Linked DNA regions of Pan troglodytes: region 1 is linked to region 2. Evidence: chromatin contacts called from public HiChIP or PLAC-seq data. All regions are on one chromosome and are shown on one strand. The core of a region is the stretch at or near the end of the contact, and the rest is flanking DNA. Distances in the headings are between cores, read along the strand shown.

Region 1 (6,764 bases), core at 1,471-3,970, 290 kb before region 2:
TCGTGTTAGCCAGGATGTTCTCGACCTCCTGACCTTTTCACCAAGGCTGGAGTCCATAATCATAGCTCACTGCAGCCTCCAACTGCTAGGCTCCAGCAATCCTCCCACCTCAGCCTCCTGAGTAGTTGGGACTACAGGCATGCAGTGTCAGGCCTCTGAGCCCAAGCTAAGCCATCATATACCCTGTGACCTGCAAGTTATATGCCCAGATGGCCTGAAACAAGTGAAGAATCACAAAAGAAGTGAAAATGGCCTGTTCCTGCCTTAACTGATGACATTCCACCACAAAAGAAGTGAAAAATGGTGGGTCCCTGCCTTAACTGATGACATTACCTTGTGAAATTCCTTCTCCTGGCTCATCCTGGCTCAAAAGCTCCCCCACTGAGCACCTTGCGACCCCCACCCCTGCCTGCCAGAGAACAACCCCCCTTTGACTGTAACACATTTTCCTTTACCTACCCAAATATTACAAAACGGCCCCACCCCTATCTCCCTTCACTGACTCTCTTTTGGACTCATCCCGCCTGCACCCAGGTGAAATAAACAGCCTTGTTGCTCACACAAAGCCTGTTTGGTGGTCTCTTCACATGGACGAGAGTGAAATGCAGCACCATGCCCAGCTAATTTCTTTGGTTTTGCAGGGATTGTAGAGACAGGGTCTCGCTATGTTGCCGAGACTGGTCTCAAACTTGTGGCCTCAAGCAATCCCCCAACCTTGGGCTTCCAAAGTGCTGAGATTACAGGCACCAGCCACCTCACCTGGCCTGATTTCTTTCATCAGTATTTTGTAGTTCTCCGTGTAGAGATCTGCATTAGTCTGTTTTCTGGCTGCTGATAAAGACATACCCCACACTGGGCAATTTACAAAAGAAAGAGGTTTAATTGGACTTCCAGTTCCACGTGGCTGGGGAAGCCTCACAATCATAGTGGAAGGCAGGGAGCAAGTCCCATCTTACATGGATGGGAGCAGACAAAGAGAGAATGAGGAAGACGCAAAAGCGGAAACCCTGATAAAACCATCAGATCTCCTAATACTTAGGTCACTACCACGAAAACAGTATGGAAGAAAACACCCCAATGATTCAATTATCTCCCACCAGGTCCCTCCCACAACACATATGAATTATGGGAGTATAATTCAAAATGAGATGTGGGTGAGGATACAGGGTCAAACCATATCAAGATCTTCCATGTCTTTCAACAAGAATAATTAATATGTTAATTCACAGAGAAGCTGAAATAGTCTCCAAACATGGCCAACCCTCTTAGATTCAGAAACACAAGGTTTACACTTATAAAAAACATATGGACCCCTTTCCTCCTGGAAATTTACTACCAGGGTTTGTAGTCTAATTGACTATACTCCTACAGCTTTAACATCTCATATATATGATAATCAGACCTATGATATAGTATAACTAGTTAAAATAGAAATCATATTTCAGAGTACCCACATTCTTCCCATGCGCAGTTGACGGGCCATATTACAAAAACAAAATTTGGAACTCCATTTCTGTTTTAGATTGTCCACAGCTTCAAGACGAATGTTATTGTCTACAAAATGTTTAAAATCCTGAAATTATAGAAACGTGGCTTTAGTCTCTACCCATTCAAAATAATATGTAATATATGGAAAATGTTTTTGTTGAGGAAGAAAGATAAATGAGACTGTGACCATCTTAGGCCTCACAATCAGACAACATTTAAGTCATATTGGTATTTGGTGCAAAACTGGATTCATAAAAAATTGGCGACAAAATGACACAGTAATCTAGATATTGATACTCAAATATTCTGGGTATTAAAACTCAGTCTTCTTCAGGTTATACTCCCAGCTAACTTACTTTGGGACACGTTCTCGGTCTATACTGAGTCTGTGTTCCCAGGCTTAAGTCCTCAAACTTGGCCGAGTAATAAAACTAACCATGATTTCTTTAAGTTTTAGTGCCTGTTATTTCACCTTTCGGTCGACAAATCGTTTTTCTCATGTTCCTCTGTCTTACATCAATTTAATTTGTAGACCAGCCAAATAACCTAAAAGGCTAGAAGGAAACAATTTTTCCTCCCCTACAACTATTTCCTCTAGTCCTCCGGGTGAAAGTTGTTCCACGTCCTGGGCAGAGAGAGCCCCACCAGGCAGCACCACCAGCTCCACAGAGTTGGAGCGATTCCCCCAAGAAGCTCCCCTGCGCCCCTCCTCACCCCCAGAGACCAGCAGAAGAAATGGCATCTATCCCTTGGAAGACACTAGGCAGGAGAGAACAACTGCAAGCCCTTCGGCTCACACAGAAAAAAGGATGGCGGAGGCGGCGAATGGGATGCAGCAGAAACCCCGCGGCTGCGGCGGAAGGGACACGGCCCCTCTCCCGCCTAACTCTGAGCCATCTTCCCCGCGTTGTTATAGCACTTAGAACGGACGCCACTGCGCAGGTCACACCGTGCCGCGCCGCCTTCTGGGGGCCGGAGTCCAGAGGGGCTGAGGCGCGAAGGCGGAGACCGACTTCTTAGCGGGCCGCAGTTGGAATTAGATTTCTACTGGGGCGGGGCTCGAGCGAACCACGGCCTAATCCTCATTAGCAGAGAAGGATAATTACCGCAATACTCTGCCCTGCCCTGACAGCAGCTCGTGAGACCCTGAGTCCGCTGAAGGCCGCCTCCAGCCTGGGCTCCGGGCACAGGCCACGCCCCTCCCGCCGCGTCCTCGCCTCTTCCATCGATGGCGTGTGGGTGGGGCTTCGTGGGGGCGGAGCTGCGCGGGGCGGGGCGTCGCGGGCTCGTCCGTGATGCTCTGGGATCCCGCGCTTCCGAGACTCGCTGTCTACGCGAGCTGCCTGTTTTTTTCCTGCCTGGACGCGCATGAGGGCCCCGTCCATGGACCGCGCGGCCGTGGCGAGGGTGGGCGCGGTAGCGAGCGCCAGCGTGTGCGCCCTGGTGGCGGGGGTGGTGCTGGCTCAGTACATATTCACCTTGAAGAGGAAGACGGGGCGGAAGACCAAGATCATCGAGATGGTGAGTGTGGAGGCTCGGCGCGCCCAGAGCACGCGAGGGGCCGGCTGGGCCGTCTGCTGGCCTCGGCAGCCTGTGCTGGGCCGCTGCTCGGTCGCGACTGGGAGCTGCCGGCGTCGCCTGTCAGGCTGGGATCTCGCTAGCTCGGGACGCGCAGCTTGGGGGACCCGGCCGCCCCGCGTGCGGCCACTCCGCGGGCTTGGTGACCAGGGTTTGGTCCCCGGCTGCGGCCCTTGGCTGCCCGTGGTCTTTGTTAGGTTTCCGTTTGAAGGAGCAAGGCAGAAAATAGATGAATCGGACACAGGCTACTTTGTGCTGCAAAACCCGTTTCTCTAGAGATAAGCTGCATGTCCTGGGCAGGTCGCTCCTTCTCTCCCTGCCTTGCTCCCGCCCTCCCCCCGGATCCGCGTCAAACCGTTGCCGCTAATCTAGTTGCAATTCCCGCAGAGGACTAGTTTTATGTTGGGGCTGCCATGAGTTAGATTATGAAAATGTGCAATATCTAAAATTTTACAAGAATGGCAATCCAGGAGAAATTCAGGATAGTTTATTTTGTATTTGAATGTATTCCTTCTTGTCTCAAAACTCCCACGAAATATCTTTGTTTTCATCTTAACTCCCAAAGCTCTTGTATACATTTTCGAATTTAATTTTTTATTGAAGAGGGTGTCTCAAGAATTCCCTTTGAGATACATTATAAGTAATTGTTTCAAAAATGAGGATATTTAGTTTCGTTTTGTATTTTAATTAGAACCCACTCAGGAAGACAATTCTTGCACAAACTTGCACGCTTATGTATTTCCTGAAATGCATAATCCTGGGTATACGCCTGACCGTGTGCTATACATGTGAATATCTAGGGTCAGATGATTTATGATAGAAAAAAATTTAAAATCTACATTAAATAATATCATTTTAGGGTGTAATACTTGGAATTTCTCAGCACCTGCGATATGTTCCAACTGACGAAAGACACGATTTGTCCTATTGGTTGTATTGACCCCAGGTTGAATACAGACGTATTTGCATAATTAAAATTAGCCAGTGTCCCAGCTATTTGGGAGGCTGAGAGGAGGATCACTGGAGTCTGGGAGTTCAAGGTTATAATCACACCTGTGGATAGCTACTGCACTCCAGCCTGGGAAACATAGCGAGACCCTGTCTCTTAAAAAAAAAAATTAATTCCCACTTGTCTCATATTCCAATAATATTCCCTAATTTTGAATTAATTTATTCTTAAAGGGTCTTAATAATTCTAAAGGCTTATTAAAATTCATTTGTCCCACATCTGTATGCCCACAGCAGCAAATGGTTTTATCTCAGAAGTTTCATTTTGCTTTTGTTGCTTTCCTGCTTAGAAAACTTGGCTTTCTTTTGCCCACAACCCAAGGTTAATAATGCCTATGTAGGGGAAAAAACCGAGTTGCCATATCTCCCTGCCTGTGCTTAAACTGTGGATTGGTCTGTATACCACTTATCTAAGCCAAGTAAGGTTAAAAATCAGCGTGTTCACAAAATCCTTCAATGATACCATCATAGGAACAGTTTGCTATCTTTGTGACAAATAATGAAGACCTATCTAGAATACCAACTTATTGGTACTAAAGAAATCAGTCAATATTTACATGTATGCGTAGTATATTAATTCAGATTGTAATATATGTGTAGCCTGCTAGTAGCTTTTCAATGGAAAAAGTGAAAAGAGCTTCATATTAACTTTTTAAATTTTAATAGGTTGCTTCTTCAAGTGGAAGAAGTATTTGACTGGGGGTCAGAAGACCTGGGTTGGAATCCTAGTTCCATCTTTCTGTAATAATGTAGGTCTGCTCTGCCCATCCTCTGCCCTCCTCCCTCAGAAAAATCTCTGCAAACCCATGATGTCCAACAGACATAGCTCATATTGGTCACAGCTAACGGAGTTAACTACCTAACCAAGTTGGGCCTATCTAACTGGCTAAGAAAACCAATAACTTCTGGGACTTGGTCAAAATGATGCATTGTCTTGCAAGAGTTTTTAATTGAGAGACATGAGGAAGTTGCTAGTGGGTTGTGTATGCTACAGCTGAAATATCCCATAGGGCAGCAAGATTAATGTACAGAAGAAGCCAGTCATGGCTAGGCATGGTGGCTCACACCTGTAATCCCAGCACTTTGGGAGGGTGAGGTGGAAGAACCCTGTCTCAAAAAAAAAAAAAAAAAAAAAAGAAGGAAAGCAAGATAGGGAATGGGATCAAGAAACTGAATTGTAAAGGAATTTTGTAAAGCCATTATAAAGAGTTTGCTCTTTATTTTGCAACAAAGGATCATCAAAGGTTTGCTTTGGCAGGGTACAGTGGCTCACGCCTGCAATCCCAGCACTTTTGGAGGCTGAGGCGGGAGGATCCCTTGAGCCCAGGAGTTCGAGACCAGCCTGGGCGGCATAGGGAGACCCTTTCTCTACAGAAAATAAAGATTTTAGCCAGTGCAGTGGCACACACTTGTAGTGTAGTCCCAGCTACTTAGGGGCCGAAGGTGAAATCTCTTGAGTCAAGGTGGTCGAGGCTGCAGTGAGTCGTGATCACACCATTGCACTCAAGCTTGGGTGACAGAGTCACCCAGAGTCTCAAAACAGAGAAACAAAAAACCCAACAGTATGTTTTATGAAGATGAGATAAGGTGGACTGGAAGGGAAGATCCTGGAAAGAAAGAAATTTAGGAGGTTGGTAGTATTGCTTGCGAAAGATGATTAGAGACCTTAAACTATGGCACTAGCAACAGGTATGGAAATAAGGGATCAGGAGACAAACATTTCCGAGATAAAATCAACGGGACTTTGTGCACAGACTGTAGAGTCATACAAACCTAGTTTTGAATCTAGTTTTTCTCATTTATCAAGCCATGTGACCTTGGGCAAATTACTTAACCTCTCTGAATCTCCCATTTTTCATCTATTAATTGGGAGATAATGATAGTACCTACTTCATAGGTTGTGAAGATTAAATGAGATAACACAGGGCCTAGAACATAATTGCTTTCTTTCAGAGCTTATTATTTGTGATCATTAGATAAAGGGATTAATTGTAAGGAGAAATAACTTTAAGGTTATCAGGTAACTGCTGATTCTGGTTATATTATTAGCCAAGATGAAGAGAAGGAAAAAGTGGCAGGTTTGGAAAGTAGCCAGGAGGTAAGGGAAATGTGGAATCACAAGTTCACTTTAAGTCATATGAAATTTGAGATGATCAAGGAATGACCAACTAGAAATGTTCATGAAATAGTTAATATATTTAAAGTGCTTAGAAAAGTGCCTGGCCCAGAGTAACCAATATATACATTACTTATTGTTATTATTAGCAATAGCAACTGAAAATGGAAGGCTGGTGCTCTAAAGATAAATTGGGGCTAGAAATAATATTTTCCCAAATGTCTAGCCTCTCAATGGCAAGTGTGGAGCTGGATATTATTTCTCATCCATAGTTTTACAGCAAGAAGAAAACAGAAAACTTGGCAATGCCAAGTTCAGTAAAGACGCTGAAAGCTGTCAGAGGTGGAATAACAGGAAATGTTTCCAAAGAAGGGGCAGAATTAGCTATGTCCATCTTCTCTAAGGTCAGAAGTTGATGACAAGATCAGAAGTTGGTCTGAAAGGCTATGGTAGCAGTGGGTTGAGCCGCCGTTGGTAAAACAATGATGTGAAGAAAACTAAAAAATGGCTTTTGGGCAGAGGAAGTAGTTGTGCTGAGGATGGATATTTTGTTTTGTTTTTCGAATGGTAGGCA
Region 2 (7,183 bases), core at 2,533-5,032:
TGGGGGAGTGCAGTGAGGTGAGACTGTTGACAGTCAGAAGACTACTGCAATAATCCTAGCAGTAGTTCATTATGTCTGATAGGAGAGGATCTGTGGGAATGGAGAAAAGGCAGAGATTTTAAACAGGATCTGATGTCATCAAATTTGCATTTTAGATTAATCACTTTGCAGTACTATGAATGACTGGGCCTTTATGTCCCCCCACCTTGAATTGTTTTATTGTTTCACTTGAATTGTTTCATTGTCTAATCCATGCTTCCCTGGTTTTTGCCTCCGCTTGGTTATGCAGGACACTTTCTCCCCATGGTTTCCAGAGGCTGTCATTGATGAAAAGTCCTGTCTGCTACCATACTGTGGCAGCCCTGTCGTGGAGTAGACGTTCTTCCTGCCAGTGTTGTGGGACTCATTTCCCCAGAACCTTGACCTTAAATGCGAAATAGAGTGGTGCATGCAACATCTTTCCTTTATCAATGATAGAAACAGTAGGTGCAATGAGAGGCAGCAAGGGGCAGGTCCTCAGGAGTGGTTGGTCTCCTCTCCCGCCGAAGTCCTGTCTTCTGCAAGTGGGCTTGTTGCAAGTAGGCAGTTTGTTGCCCCGGGCCACCCCCATTCAGGCCTTTGGAGATTTAAGGGTCATCAGCACCTCTTTCTCCATCTGTGTTATATTTTGTCAGAGGGGGACAGAGTAGTCCTAATGCCTCACAGACTTCTAGTGACCCTGCCTGCCTGACTCCAGGGTTTAAATGGGAGTCCATGGAAACTGACTCAGGGGACAAACACAAGTGACCAAGACCACAATACTGTGAGAGCTGCCCCCTTTATTTTGATGAGAAGGTTTGTCTTACTGGGCCAATCTCATGCACCCAGCTCCTTCTTCCCTTAGTGCGAGGTTTCTCTCTTCTGCCGAGAGCAAGCTCACCCTGCCATGTCTCCTGGACAAGCGTTGACACTGCTGTGCCCAGTGGTGCATCCTGCTGAGAGTCATGCTAGATGTTGAGTGCAGCTCTGTGTCCAGATCTCATTCCCTTTCCTTGATTTTGGGGCTTACTTTTTGCAGATTGACCCTCGAACTTTCTTGGTCAGGAATGTTGAAATTCCCAACTTTGATTTTCTCCTTACTTGGGTTAGAGTTACTTAGGTCAGGCTAAGGGAGAGACTAATAGGCCAGGCAGGAGTAACAGAGGGCTGTGTGGTGCAGAGTGGGGCTGCCGCCTGGTCCTTCCCTCTCCAGGGCTGGCTTTCTCGTGAAGGGGGAGCAGAGGTTTTATACCCTTCCTAACTCTCACTTTTGGCTATCGCTGAAAGGGTCTACATCCCTACATTCCCGGGGCTTTGAAACCTGCTGACTTCTTGCTCTTTAATAAAGAAAATTCACCAGGGGTTTATTTAATAACAGTCCACTATCCCTCTGTGACTGCAGATTATTTGGCGATTTGGCTAGTTGAACTATCAATCTTAGATTCCTCTCATTTGATTTCCTCCCTAACGTCATTGTTTTTGGGGAGACTCAGATACTTCAGTATAGTATAGCTTTCCATTGTTATAAATTTTAAAGACTGAAAGTTTTCAATAATACTGGCTGGATTTTCTCCATTTACGGTAGACATACCTCATTACTTTATTTATTCTACAGATTTCGGAGTTCCTCCTTTTCCATAGGTGAGCTTGGAATTGAGTGCCAAACTATTTTAGACTTATCCTGAAAGACTGGGAGTACAATGCCACAGACACCACTGAGCAGGGGAGCCACTTGCTTTATAATTTCTTAAGAGAGATTGCTTCTTAAGGAAGCTATAGTTCTATTCGTCTCCCCAGTGACCCATTACTTATTTCCAGAGCAAAAATCAATCATCCCTTTTGCTCCTGGGGTGATACAGGAAATCTTCAGGAAGAAAGATGACACTGCTTCGCAGCTATGACAGTTGTGAGTCACGGGGACTTGGATGTGTTTCCAGTGGGCCCTCTGATGTTACTGGCCAGTGGGCATTGCCCCAGGCCTGCCTTCCTTGGGCTGAGGAGCTGGCCTGGCCAATTGCCTGTTCCCTTCAGCTGCTGGCTTCTGGGCTCCAAATAGCCTCAAGCCTTTACTGAAGATAGAAACAGGAGGCGCAATGAGAGGCAGCAAGTGCGAGGATTTGTGAGGCATCAGCCGGGATATCCTGTCTCACATGGGACTCCACATCCACCACGCTTTCCACCTGCCACTTTGCCATCCTCTCCAGGGCTTGGCTTGGGAATAAGCCTTCTCACCATCCCTCCTCCCATCTGCTCTGTTTTGGAGGTTGAGTCCACAAAGCCTTTTGGCTCTTAAAATTCTGTCAGGACAATCACTCCCTTTCTTAGAGACATCCATTGGCTTTGATGATGAGGGTTCTGGGTTCCTGTGTTACAGTAGCTCGTGTTTATGGGTACTTGTGCTCAGAGCCTCTTTCACCTTTGCTTGGAAGGGTCTTATTCAGGCCTCAATGTCCCACAGTGGAAGGGCTCAGTCTTGCTCCTGGGTGGAAAGATGACACTGAGGCCTGGCTTTAGTTCTCCCATCCCCAGAAGAAGAGAAGTCAAAATCTTTTATCTTTTATTATTATTATTTTTAACCAGAACCATGATTTCCTTGAAGACCTCCCATGTGGTCTAGAGAATTTTTCAATTTGGCATGGGTTTTGCTGCAGGAAACTTTTTTTTCTAACTGTAACCTCCAAACCTCATAGTAACCTAAAGAATATCCCAATAATTCACCTAGCTTACTCTCCTTTCTCCCTAAAGTGCAAATCTTGCAAAACTATCTAGTGCTTATTCATACCCTTTTCCCAAAGTGTGTAGCCCAAGGCATCTGCTATTTTAAGTAGGAAGAGGAGAAGCCGATATGATCATGGTTTTCTGGATCACTTATCACAGTCTAATGCAATTGTGGAAATGAGTTGTTTCAATCAGGCAAGGCACAGTGACCTTGAACACCCAAGTCAGGTCAAGGAAAAAGGGGCTTATTATAAACATAGACATGGAAAGAAAGCACTGAACAACGGACAGATTCCAAGATATCTCTGTGAATAGTTTCCTCCAGGCTGTGCGCTCTGCCTCCTGTCCCTCCGCTGTCCTCTCATCATTTGCATGTCTCTCTATAACTGTGCCATTGTCCTTTCTCCATGAGGTCACTTCCTCCGTTTACTCATGGGTCCTGCTGTCTTATGGTTTTGAGATGGTTCATTGTGACTTATCTCATTTGAATTCTACATCATGAACTTTGGGTTTCAATTTCCATTAACTGGCTTATCTCTCAGCCATAGTGTGCTGACCAATCCATGGGCTTCCACCTCTGCCTCATCTGTTTTGGTTGGGAGCTGGAGGCCATGTGGGACCAAATGTTGGCCCAAGTATCCAGGACTATGCAGGGTATTGTCCCTCAGTAGGGACTACGAGCATGGCAAGCACATTGAAGTGGATTCATCCCAGCATTAGTTTTGTTATGATGAAGATTGGAGCTTTTCTCTCTCCTTTTCAAATAAAGGCAGAGAAGGAACGTGGGTCTGTAAGGCAGGAGGACTCCGGGCATTGCTGTGGGTGCAAACTTCCCTTAGGAAGAGCCTGGTGATTTGTGAGGAAATGACCTCATTGTTTAAAAGAAGAATGCATCCAGGATCCTTATTATGTCTGCTGAGAATGACCCTTCATGGACTCTGGAATCTGGAGCAGGTGGGGAGAGAGGTCAGGAAGGGCTGTTTCTCCTTTAACTCTCACCGAAGCTTGCCCAAAGGCCCAAAGAGGACCGTATGACTGGCATTCATGGGCTAGTCAGAAGAGAGAAATGTAGTGCCTCTCTGTCTCATACCTGCTAAGGATGCTAAGAGGGGTTGTGTCTTGAGAAACAGTATATAGAATCTGGATGGGGAACAAAGGGAAAGATTTCTAGACATCAAGAAAGAGCTGCACAAAAAGAAAACACATTTTGGTGGGGAGCTGTTTCCTTCCATGTGGCGGTGTGATTATTTTAGCCTCTGGAAAGAAGCTCCCTCACTCCTACCAGGGAAGAAAGAGGGGCTTAAGCTGCTTGGATTGAATGTGGAAAGATTCTACTGAGCATGCTTAGCTCAGCCTTACCCTCTTTTTCGTGGGGGGAGCTGTTCATAGGGTCAGAAGTTTCTTCTGCGTCTCTGGATCACCTGAGCAGTTCACTTCCTGCCACAGGAAAACCTGTCCTGCATCAGGGCTTCCAGGGATTTTCTGGGTGTTTCAGGCAGGATAGGCTAGCCAGTGAAACAAACAACTTCCAAACATTCCGTAGCAGAACAAAAATAAATGTTTGTTTCTCACTTATGTCAGTGTTCAATGAGGACTGATGGTAAAGAAACAGGCTCTATTCCATGCAGTAATGCTGAGACCTAGTGTTCTTCCATCTGGTGGCTTTGCCCTCTTTTAAGCCCTGAGAGTCCTCTTTATTCAGCTTGCAAATGAAGGCTGCAAATGTGAAAGCATGAAACACATTTGGGAAATTCTTATCGACCATGTTAGGAGGGTGCACAGAATTTTTTCCACATTCCATTGGCCAAAATTCAATCACATGAACAGAGTTAACCAGAAAGGAGGCTGAGAAAGATATAGTGTAGTTGTGCCCGGAAGAGGGGACAAACACACACATGGGTGAACAGTAGCTGTTTATGCCACAGTGGGGAAGACCAGTTCTAGAGTTCATTGTTAGCAGGCTTTCTTGCCTGTAGGCACAAGCCACATTTGTTAGTAATAAGGGTGTTGTTTTAGTCTCTTCTCTGTTCTCTTTGTTTTATTTTATAATTTGTTCAAGATGCTCATGAGGAAAAAAGAAGTTATATTTGGACATCTCAACTCCAACATTTTGCGTATAGCCTAGGAACATTGAGAAATATAACAAAGAGGTTGAATAAGAAATTGGGATATATTTTGGACATTAATTTTCTTTAAACTTTTAATTACAAGGTGAAGAGAATATGATTTTGGACTTTAACTCCTTTGGGGTTTAATATCTTTGTACATTAATCATTGAACTTAATCTTTTAATTTTAATTTCAGAAAATTCATGATGAGAAGGAGTTTATATTCAAATTTGGAATATCTTGTAATTGGTATTTTATTGCCAGAATATCTGTTTTTGTCTTTTTTATTATTATTATACTTTAAGTTCTGGGATACATGTGCAGAACGTGCAGGTTTGTTACATAGGTATACACGTGCCATGGTGGTTTGCTGCACCCATCAACCCGTCATCTACATTAGGTATTTCTCCTAACGCTATCCCTCCCCTAGCCCTCCACCCACTGACAGACCCCAGTGTGTGATGTTCCCTTCCCTGTGACCATGTGTTCTCATTGTTCAACTGACACTTAGGAGTGAGGACATGCAGTGTTTGGTTTTCTGTTCCTGTGTTAGTTTGCTGAGAATGATGTTTTCCAGCTTCATCCATGTCTCTGCAAAGGACATGAACTCATCCTTTTTTTGTGGTTGCATAGTGTTCCATGGTGTGCACATTTCCATATGTGCCACATTTTCTTTATCCAGTCTATCATTGATGGGCATTTGGGTTGGTTCCAAGTCTTTGCTATTGTGAACAGTGCTGCAATAAACAAATGTGTGCATGTGTCTTTATAGTAGAATGATTTATAATCCTTTGGGTATATACCCAGTAATGGGATTGCTGGGTCAAATGGTATTACTGGTTCTAGATCCTTGAGAAATTGCCACACTGTCTTCCACAACGGTTGAACTAATTTACACTCCCACCAAAGTGTAAAAGCATTCCGATTTCTCTACATCCTCTCCAGCATCTGTTGTTTCCTGGCTTTTTAATGATTGCCATTCTAACTGGCATGAGATGGTACCTCATTGTGGTTTTGATTTGCCTTTCTCTAATGACCATTGATGATGACCTTTTTTCATACGTTTGTTGGCTGCATAAATGTCTTCTTTTGAGAAGTGTCTGTTCATATCCTTCACCCACTTTTTGATGGGTTTGTTTGTTTTATTCTTGTAAAATTTAGGTTCTTTGTAGATTCTTGATATTAGCCCTTTGTCAGATGGATAGATTGCAAAAATTTTCTCCCATTCTGTAGGTTGCCTGCTCACTCTGATGTTAGTTTCTTTTGCTGTGCAGAAGCTCTTTAGTTTAATTAGATCCCATTTGTCAATTTTTGCTTCTGTTGCAATTGCTTTTGGTGTTTTAGTCATGAAGTCTTTGCCCATGCCTATGTCCTAATGGTATTGCCTAGGTTTTCTTCTAGGGTTTTTATGGTTTTAGGTCTTACATTGAAGTCTTTAATCCATCTTGAGTTAATTTTTGTATAAGGTGTAAGGAACGGGTCCACTTTCAGTTTTCTGCATATGGCTAGCCTGTTTCCCCAACACAATACATGAAATAGGAAATCCTTTTCCCATGGGTTGTTTTTCTCAGGTTTGTCAAAGGTCAGGTGTTTGTAGGTGTGTAGCATTATTTCTGAAGGCTCTGTTCTGTTCCATAGGTCTATATATCTGTTTTGGTACACAGTACCATGCTGTTTTGGTACACAGTACCGTGCTGTTTTGGTTACTGTAGCCTTGTAGTATAGCTTGAAGTCAGGTAGCGTGATGCCTTCTTGCTGGAGTATCTTAATATTGTCATTGAATTTCACTGTAGAACATATGATGGTCTATATTTAGAGTGACCATATAATTTATCACTCAAACTACATAGTTTCGAGAGAGAAAGGAGGCTATATTAATAATTTTGCTGGGATAACAGGCAAAAACCTGGACTGTCTTGGGTGCATTGGTATGTATGGTCACCCCAATTATATTGGGCAATGCGGAAGAGCATACTTCGGGAAGAGAAATGCAATAAGGAATGGATTTGCAGTCTTGTAGAAATTTAATTAGCAAATTTTCTGACCCACATCAGAGCTCCCTGGGGATGAATTTTAACTTGTCCACTGATGTTCCCAAAAGTATCTACAGAGAAGCTGTATGAGTTAGGGTCCATCCAGGCAAAGAAAGAGAAACCACACTAGGTATTTCAGATAGAGAGACTCAATGCAAGGAACTGATCCCATGGCTATTGGAGGACTGAAAGAGCAGGAAGGAGGAGTAACATAGAAAGTCTAACTGCAGAAAGCTGCTAATATTCCTAAGACGGGAGGAACGAAAAGTAAAGGGTAGAACTATCCTGAGGGTTCAGAGGAGGCCC

Evidence for each region. HiChIP or PLAC-seq counts read pairs in DNA pulled down with a chosen protein or histone mark.
Region 1: a contact with region 2 is called in an H3K4me3 HiChIP or PLAC-seq map of stem cell-derived excitatory neurons, with 5 times the contacts expected there. The contact joins the promoter of NT5C3A here to the promoter of LOC129135472 in region 2. A contact is called at or near these places in 1 of 7 Hi-C or Micro-C datasets (stem cell-derived neural progenitor cells) and 1 of 1 datasets of contacts at active chromatin or transcription factors (stem cell-derived excitatory neurons).

The regions. Positions count from the first base shown.
Region 1 is chr6:38,822,570-38,829,333 of NHGRI_mPanTro3-v2.0_pri, reverse strand. It overlaps NT5C3A (5'-nucleotidase, cytosolic IIIA), which reads left to right and starts at 2,720. Exons shown (of 9, transcript XM_001167622.8): 1 at 2,720-3,009. The coding sequence starts at 2,857.
Region 2 is chr6:38,536,768-38,543,950 of NHGRI_mPanTro3-v2.0_pri, reverse strand. It overlaps LOC129135472 (protein C-mannosyl-transferase DPY19L1-like), which reads right to left and starts at 3,782. Exons shown (of 9, transcript XM_063815917.1): 1 at 3,736-3,782; 2 at 1,287-1,355. The coding sequence starts at 3,782.